Linked DNA regions of Zea mays: region 1 is linked to region 2. The links are chromatin contacts, called in public Hi-C maps. All regions are on one chromosome and are shown on one strand. The core of a region is the stretch at or near the end of the contact, and the rest is flanking DNA. Distances in the headings are between cores, read along the strand shown. Region 1 has its middle 70 kb from the start of LOC100194137. Region 2 holds the start of LOC100381650 (putative STRUBBELIG family receptor protein kinase).

Region 1 (4,215 bases), core at 297-2,796, 87 kb after region 2:
CTGCTCGCCTAGGTCCGGCGTGCTCCAGCTCCTGCTCGGCCGCCGTTTCCCCTGCTCGCCGCGGTGCTCCATTTCTACCCTCTGCCGGCGTCCTTCCTGCTCGCCCCAGCACAGCGGTTTCCTATTCGGCGCCCAGCCATCCCTCTGTTTTCCTCCCTCGCCATGCCGCGCAGTTCTCCGGCTCACCGGCGTTTTACCCCTGCGCGCGCGCTCAGCTCGGCGTTCCCTTCCCCAGCTCCAATCTTCTCTGTCGAGCCCCTCCGTGGTCGCGTTCCGGCCAACCTCCGGCTCGGATCGGTCTTCAGCTCTCCCTGCGCGCGTTCTCCTTCGTCCTAGCCCCTTCCTGCGCGCGCAAATATATTTTCCCCAGCCGATTCTGCTGTTTGCTCCCGTGCGCGTCTGTAACACCCTGAATTTAGGGTATAAATTTTTTTCTTTGATATCCATCAAATTCAGGTATTACCCTCTCTTGTCCTTGCTTTTCTTTTTATTTTCCTAAATATTGTAGAGTTATTTTGTTATGTATATAGGCGTAAGCCTAGTAAACAAAACCCTAAAGGTAATAATGATTATTGCATTATGCCAGAATACATCTATTTTTGTACGATGATTTGTTTTGGTGTGCATCTATTTAAACTCGCAGAGCGTGGTTGAACTTGAATTCAAAACTTAAAACAATATTCAAATAGAGAAAAGGGAGAAAAATAAAAAGAGAAAATAAACCCAATACCCCCTCCCATGCTCCCCACCCAGGCCTGCCCCGCCGGCCCGTTCGGCCTCGTGCGGCCCAGTGCTCGAGCTGAGCACCGCACGCTCTAGCCAGGGAGCCACCCAGCGCCGCCGCCTGCGTGTGGGCCCCACTCACCAGGTCGCCCCATCTCCTATTCATCTTCTCCAAACCGCCTTCCCCCACCCATCTCGCCCACTTCGCCGTTCGGCCAGCGCCCTGGCGCGCGAGCAGAACCGCTCGCCCAGCCGCGTTGCGTGCCTCACGCTCCCAGCCACCACCTCCATGCGCACCACCCCGCCCAGCGCCCCCGTCCTCGCTGGCGTCCAAGCTCGCCTCGCCGGAGTCGTCGTTCGTCCCCGTGGTGAGCTCCTCTGTGCGCAGCCCCGTCGTGCAGCCATGGCGTGCGACTAAGTCCCCGGCAGTGCGCTCGCGGCTTGGAGTCCTGGGCTCGGCCGAGCTCCCTTGCGCACGGCCAACCACCCATGGCCCCCTGCAGATCCTCGCATCACCACGCTCCGAGCAGCCATGGCTGGCGTAGCCTCCCGTTGCGCGGTCACGTCAAAGCTTCTGCGCACCCATTCCTCCCTCCTCGTCGTGCACCGTCCCGAGGTGAGCCCCTTCCTCCTCCTCCTTTTCCCGTGACGATCTCTCTTTCTCTCCATTCCGGCGTGCTTGTCGCAGCAGGCGTGGCCATCTCCAGCACCCTCCACGCTCCACTCCCTAGGCCGAAACCCCTGCGCGCGGCCACAGCTAGCGCCGCCGGCGTGCTCGTCGGGCCCAGCCTGACCCGCGCCCCCTTCCCCTGGCTGGCAGAACCGCTTGCCGTGCGTGCCGTTCAACAGAGAAGAAGTCAAAAGTGAAACCATGCGTTGGCCCCACCTATACGCCACAATCCCGCGTTGTTTGTTTTTCCTTTGTTGCATGCGTGAGGCCGTGCTTTCGTTCCTGCACCACGGAAAAGGAGAGCAGGCTCACATCCACTCCATCCGCATGCACGTCGCATGCAACCCAAAAGCAAAATGCGCGTCAGAAAATGATCTTCCCCCGTATGCATGGCCATGTGCCAATATTTCTATTAGTTATTGGTTGGAAAGGATGCTTTATGACTACCCTCTTTGTGGTCCTCATTGTGGCCATTTTCCAGCCATAGAATCATGCCACGTCATCGTTAATCCGAGATTAATAAATATTTGATTACTTTTGAGTTATAAACCTGATTTATTCCGTTCTATTCACGATATATTCGTATTAGCGTAGTCTACGTGTTAATACTAATGTTTCACCGTTAAGCATGTTTTATATAATTAATTAAATGTTAGCTGAATTAACATTGTTAAATTAGCTCTCTAATCAAATCTAATTAGTAGCTTTTAACTTGCCCCTTTTAAATAAATGCTGATAGGGTCAGTACTAAATTGGATTTTTTTAATAATTGTATAGTATAAACATGGCATCTATTTAATGATTTTCGTGTATCATTCGCGCGTGTCGCAGTGCTGTTCCTACGCTTGTGTCACGCGCCTTGCCACGTGTTGTTCGCGTGTATCGCGCGTTATCCGAGCGTGAGATTAAATCGTTCACTTATAATCACTCATGTTAGTAACATTATTTTGTCGCGATACGCGTTTTAATTAATTAGTTGATTATTTATTTATCTGAGTTATTAAATTAGTAGTTTACTTAAACTATTTATTGTTTTAGTCACGCTTTATTTATATATGTTAATAGGATTATATCTATACAAATGTTTTTGAATTAATACTTATTTAGTATAAACACGATATCTAATTGTGATTCTCGCGTGTTGCTACGCGCTGAATCGCGTGCCTTTCGCGCGTTGCGCTGTTTCGCGTGTTGTCGCGCGTGTCGTCGCGCGAGCTATTCGCATGCGTTGCCGCGTGCCGTTTTTGCACATTGTCGCTTGTCGCGCGCACAATATTAAATCAACGGTTCAGTAAATACACGTTAACTTTTATGGTCGTTCGATTTACTTTATTCTAATTGTTTTACCTTCACAATAATATCGTGTACACGTTAAAAATATTATTTTGTCGTACCTCATGCTTTAGTTAATTATAATTAATTAATTGTGGGCCATGCTTTAGTATAAACCGATAAATATAGTGATTCTCGTGTCGTCGCGCTGTTCGTGGGCATCGTCACGCGCTATACGCGCGTGCTGTTCGCCTGCGTCGTCGTGCGTCATTCTCGCGGGTCGCGCTTGCTGTTCGCACGCGTTGTCACGCGTCGTGTGTGTGTTGATCGCGCGTGCTAATCGTGTGTGTCGTCGTTTGTGCAAGTCGTTATTCACGCAATTAAATAAAGTATCTTCCACTAGTACACAGAAGCTCTGTAGTGGCGGTTGAAAACGTATTTATACTGGCGTTTCTCAGTTCCGCCAGTGCTAGGGGCCAGTGGAAATCAGCATTTCCACTGGCGGTTATTTTGGAACCACCAGTGAAAAGGGCATTTTCACTGGCGGTTTTCTTAAGGAACCGCCAGTGAAAAGTGCATTTTCACTGGCGGTTTTCTTAAGGAACCGCCAGTGAAAATGTTTTCCCGCCTTTTTTCAAAATTTCAAATTGCTGTTCCTATTGTACATCCTTCACCTCCTCAAACTTCACATGCTGTTCCTACAATACTGAATTATAGATATATTTATTTACACACACACAAACATATATATATATATATATATCTATATTGATATTGAAAGCAACATGGAATTAAATTCTATCATACATTTATATACATCAAAGTATTCTGTTTACAACCATATATGCTTCATGCATTCTATACATCAAAAGTTTTCACCTAAGTTATAATAACTATCTCGGCTAAGAGATAATCTACTAATTTCTGTTAGTATTCTGAACTCTGGCAAAGCTAATGTCCCGGAAGCATCGTGATATTTTCCTTCTGCGGGAATGACCTCTTTCAATATGAATGTGCAGAGGTCCTCGACTATGCCATACAATGCAGCTTCGGTCAAGTTCTCCGGGTTTCCTCGTTGAAATTGCTGTAAAGGAATTTTATAAACATCATCTATTTATACTCAATAATAACACATTTGCATCTTTAATGACATAAATACATACTTGACTATTACTAATAATACCTTGTCAGGGTTCGTGATGTATCGTCCGTTCACTCTCATGAACTCGCACGCATAGAATCCACATAGGACCGATCCTTGTGGTTGCTTGTGGCACTACATAACGGGAGATTGGTTATTTAGTTTCAACATTGTGTATGATATGTATTCATAAAATCACATACTTACCGGCCAGTGATGATGGATGTCTAGTGGCACGCCTTTTTTCGACAGGTCGTACTTTCCACCTCTCATCTTATAGAATCTATAAGCCCTGTGATCTCAAATAGAATCACCATGTTATTCTCAAATTTTAATCGATAAAAGTATGCATGCATAGAAAAGGCTTACAGCTCTAAGGTGCTGAGGAATTCTGCATATGTCGAAGGGT
Region 2 (4,409 bases), core at 196-2,695:
ATGAACCAACTACACACTAATCAACATTATTGTCAATTAGACTACCGTCCTAGGATCCCAGCATGGGTAGGGCCCTCACTACGTGCACAATCTGCAGTACCATAATGTGACAATTAACACAAGTAGTGCGGTTAAAGCTCCCGTGCTGTTTGTGTTGTACTGCTAGTGTAATTAGCAAACCATCCTGCTACCAGTACGCCTAACGTAATTAGCAAACCATCATTTTCCCCTGCATCTGCATGTTATCAATATCCACGGATCCAGCACGCGAGCAGCCCATCCGCGTCTGCCATTGTTGTCATAAGAGATAAGACAGGAGCACAAGACAGACAGCTCGTTTCGATAACGCCTCAAAGGTTGCTTTCGTTATCCCAGCCGAAAGCGACGGCCCCGCGTGGCACAAACCAGCTGAAAACACCAAGGCGATCCAAATTACAGCCGCCCTGCAGCAGCTGCAGTAGCAGGCAGACGCGAGGTTGCAGGTTTCATGACAACTACTTAGCCGCCGGGCGGGCGAGCTCGGATGTCGGGTTCACTCTCACGGAGCCGAAACTGAGCTTGTAATAATCCATAAAAAGCAGAGGCCCTTATCATTCCCCACTTGTGACTTGTCACCCACACACCACACAGCAGCGCCGGCACCGACATAATTTCACCGCGCCGCACCGCACATATCCTTAACTACAGGTGGGCGGGCACCGGGCAGGCGAGAAAGCAAGAGCGCGAGAGCAACGCGAGCCGCAGCTCCCCCAGCTGGCAGCTGCGCCAGAGCACGTCAGCGCCGCACAGAATCAATCCGATCTCCGCGCCCTGCTTGGGTGCTTCGCTTCGCAGTACAGTACAGTACCACCGACAAGACCGGAGCAACCCACCTGCGCCGGCAAAACAAAACTCCAAACCAAACCAGCGCGCGATCGAGCGGTGGCGAAGCGGTCCACGGAACCAGCTCGCTGCGAGCAGAGCAGCGCAGACGAGACGGGGAGGGGAAGCACGAGCGTACCGTCGGTAGCGTCGGTGACCGCGCGCACGAGTCTGGGCGCGGCCGCCAATGCGACGAGCAGCGCCAGCAGCAGGAGCGGCCCGGCGCCGCGGCGGCGCTCCGGAGCCCGCTGCATGACCTCGATCCCAATTCCCGACGGGGTCGATCACACCATTCGGCGCCGCGCACCCCCGGTCGGATCGCGACCGGCGCCGCGCTCGGAGCAATGGGGCCGTGAGGCAGCGGCGAGGAAGAGTGGGCGGAAGCGACGAGGCGGAGACAGAGGAGATGGTTGGGGTACGGGACTGGGGCTGGGAGTCTGGGATGAGCAGCGACGCAACTGGCAAGGCAAGTAGTGGCTGCGTGTGCGTAGAGCAGTAGGCAGGGAAGGAGGGGAGCACGCAAGACGCAACGCAAACAGAGCGGGCGTAAAAATGGTGGGCTGGCTCTCGCTCGCCTTGGGAGTTGGGACGTTGCCCGAGACACGGCACGGGGTGTGTTTTGTTTTGTTTACTGCGTGGGGGTGGGGATGGATGAGATGATTGGGCGTAGAGATGGCAATGGGTACCCGAAACCCAAAACCCGATGGGTTTTTACCCCATTAGGGTACGGGTTTAGTCCAATTTTCATACCCATGGGTTTGTTAATGGGCATAAATCTGTACCCAGCGGGTTTATGGGTACGGGTTTGTTCCTACAGTATCCAAACCCGTGAACCCGTGGGTTTTTTAAACCCGACCAAACCTAGTGCATATTGTCATTTTATTTTATAAACGAACAACAAACTTATTATTCCTTATTTACTTCATAATTTTTACCAATTGGTGAATGTATCAGTAGTCGGTGAGAGTGTTGCTTGCTTGCTATTATATTTTTTTACTAGCGTTATATATGTGGTGGATGGATAACTTAGTGCAAGGTCACTTAATTATACAACTTATTATTTGTATTTCATTCTCTCTACTAATAATTTTTATACCAAATCATGAACTCGTTGTTCATTACATAGATTTTGGATCATGATATCATTAATCATTACGATACTTATTGATTATGAGAAGATAAGTATATTGGAGATGAAACCCGCGGGTAACCCATGGGTACCTGTTAACCCGATGGGTACGGGTTTGGGCAAAATCTCAAACCCGTCATGGGTACGGGTTTTTTAATGGGCATAGATATTTTTCACGGGTACGGGTTTGGGACGGCAAAACCCAGCGGGTTTGTACCCGTTGCCATCTCTAATTGGGCGCGTCGGCCCGCGCTGGCGGCTGGCGGGGGGCCCGCCCGGGTGACGGAGACGGAGAGGGGGACTCCAGGCAGGGGATGCCGATGCCGTGGTCGCGGCGCCGGCTCGCGGCTGGCTGGCTGGTCCTCGGCGGCAACAGTGCGGGCGGCGTGGACCGCGGCATGTGCGCGGGGACGGACGGATGCGGCGCCTCCCTCGTGGGCATAGCTGGCAAGTTCTTGCCGGGTTTTGTTTCGTACTACTATTCGTTTCCCCCTTGTTCTGGCCCGTCGGCCGGCTGCTCGTACGTTTCGTTTGGTTGCCGACGAGGGTGACGACGATGCACGCAGTTTCAGTGACTACGTCCCGGCGGCCACAAGTTGGAACAAGACCTGCCGCGTTTACTACTGTCTGGTAGACTGGAAGTAGCTGCGTGTTCCAGTAGATTTCAATTGTGTAGTCGGGAGTCTCTGGTCTCTGGGCACCGAAATGCCCAGGATCCTTCCAAAACCGATCGAGCGATGGCGAGAGCCTTCGGGAGAGCGAAAGAAACAACCTCGGCAGTGTTTTCTGTGTGGTGCGCGCGCGCTTGACCGCGTCTACTTGCGCTGCGAGCCTGCGCCGCTGACTGACCGTTGCATTAACAATTACTAGTCGCATCGCATGCCCGTGGATCGCTACCGTTTCTCTACGTCATATGAATTTATTTTAGTAACACACAAAATATGTATTTCTGTTGGTTGAGTCATTGGGTGATTAAACATGGAAACCGGTTGACGTGGGCATTGTTGATGTTTGGAACACGTATCATATTCAGAAGCGGGTCCAGACATTTAAGATTTGGTATTCAAAAATTCAAAAGATTAAATAAATTAGTACTCTAACGCTATTTTGTGTAATACATTATTAACAAATTACTATAGATCACCACTATTACTGGTCACATTACTGGTTGTATCACCATGCTCAGAACGATATCTTTAATTCAATAAGATACATCATTCAAAATAAATGAAACCGACACTATTTTAATATTTGAGAAATCCAAAAGCACAAGATATACATAAATAAAAGCTATTATTAACCAAGTCATAATTTTTTAGTGATGAGGTCTCACTGTTACATTTCGATCATAATTAAAGGAACATCCCAACAACATCAAGATGCATTTCAGTGAATTTGTAACATTTGCCATGACTACCAGGCTTGTCTAGGCGATGACGAGCACTGATCTTTACCTGTTCGACGACAGCACTAGTAAGGCTCGCGGGTTGTGATTACTGGAGAACACGCCGGCATAGGAGGGCATGCCAGCGGGGGACTGACGGTGGGGGGAGTCTGACGGCGCTGACGGAGGCCAGCATGCTGGAGGGTAGGCCAGTGGGGGATTGACGACGAGTGGCAGGCGGGGGATTAACGTCGGAGGGTAGGTCGGCGGTGATCCCTCGTCCCAGCAGGCCGACAGTGGCGGCGCGCCCTGTGCTGGTCTCGAGTGGATAAGGCATGAGTGACGAGAGCATGGAGAGGAAGTGGGTCGAAATGGTTCGTTTGTTTTTGAGGAATCTCTAGAACACACATTTTTACGAAGTTTTTCGACCCAGAATCAACCTAACCCACGAGCCTTTTGAACCAAACACGAGTTATTATGGATTAAACCCGTTCTAACCCGCATCAACCCACTAACCAAACACACGCTAAGTGCACATGCGCCCACTCATGGCTTTAGCTCTAGAACTTTCTAGAGCAAGCGATGACCAACTATAAATACATAATTTTTTCTTATAGCTAAATGGGTCCATATATATGCAGCTCGAAAAATCTATGATAAATTTATATGATTGAAAACTCTATATACTCACTCGAAACTAAAGTTGTCGGATACCTGGAACAGGTACCCAAAATAATGCCAGTAAACTTCCTTACCGACCAAAGTATCCCTACCGAGCAAGTCCACTAGGTGGAGCGATCGATCAGGTCCCTGTTGAGCAAACACGCGAGGCAGAGCGACCGACCAGATCCCTACCGATCAAGTCCACGAGACAAGATGACCACCCAGGTCTCAACCAAGAAAGAGAAGCAAGGTGAAAACCCGAGTCAAACGTCGCAAAGTCCACGCCGACTAAGACGAGACATGACATCCTAGGCCATGGCAAGTCATCCGAACGAAAGATCAAGGGCACACTGAGTGGCCACTATCGACATG

Evidence for each region. Hi-C and Micro-C count contacts between places; a contact is called where the count stands out from the background.
Region 1: a Hi-C map of leaf shows a contact between it and region 2, with 7 times the contacts expected there. The contact joins the enhancer-like site here to the promoter of LOC100381650 in region 2. A contact is called at or near these places in 2 of 25 Hi-C or Micro-C datasets (both in leaf).

The regions. Positions count from the first base shown.
Region 1 is chr9:110,851,180-110,855,394 of Zm-B73-REFERENCE-NAM-5.0, forward strand. No RefSeq gene overlaps it. Among protein-coding and RNA genes, the nearest start is that of LOC100194137, 70 kb to the right of the region's middle. Within about 2 kb of position 1,547, at least 19 of the 20 cell types and tissues checked have an H3K27ac peak or open chromatin away from gene starts, as enhancers often do. A contact at or near this core is called in leaf, where this site is marked.
Region 2 is chr9:110,764,254-110,768,662 of Zm-B73-REFERENCE-NAM-5.0, forward strand. LOC100381650 (putative STRUBBELIG family receptor protein kinase) reads right to left here and starts at 1,446. Exons shown (of 17, transcript NM_001354721.1): 1 at 1,001-1,446. The coding sequence starts at 1,115.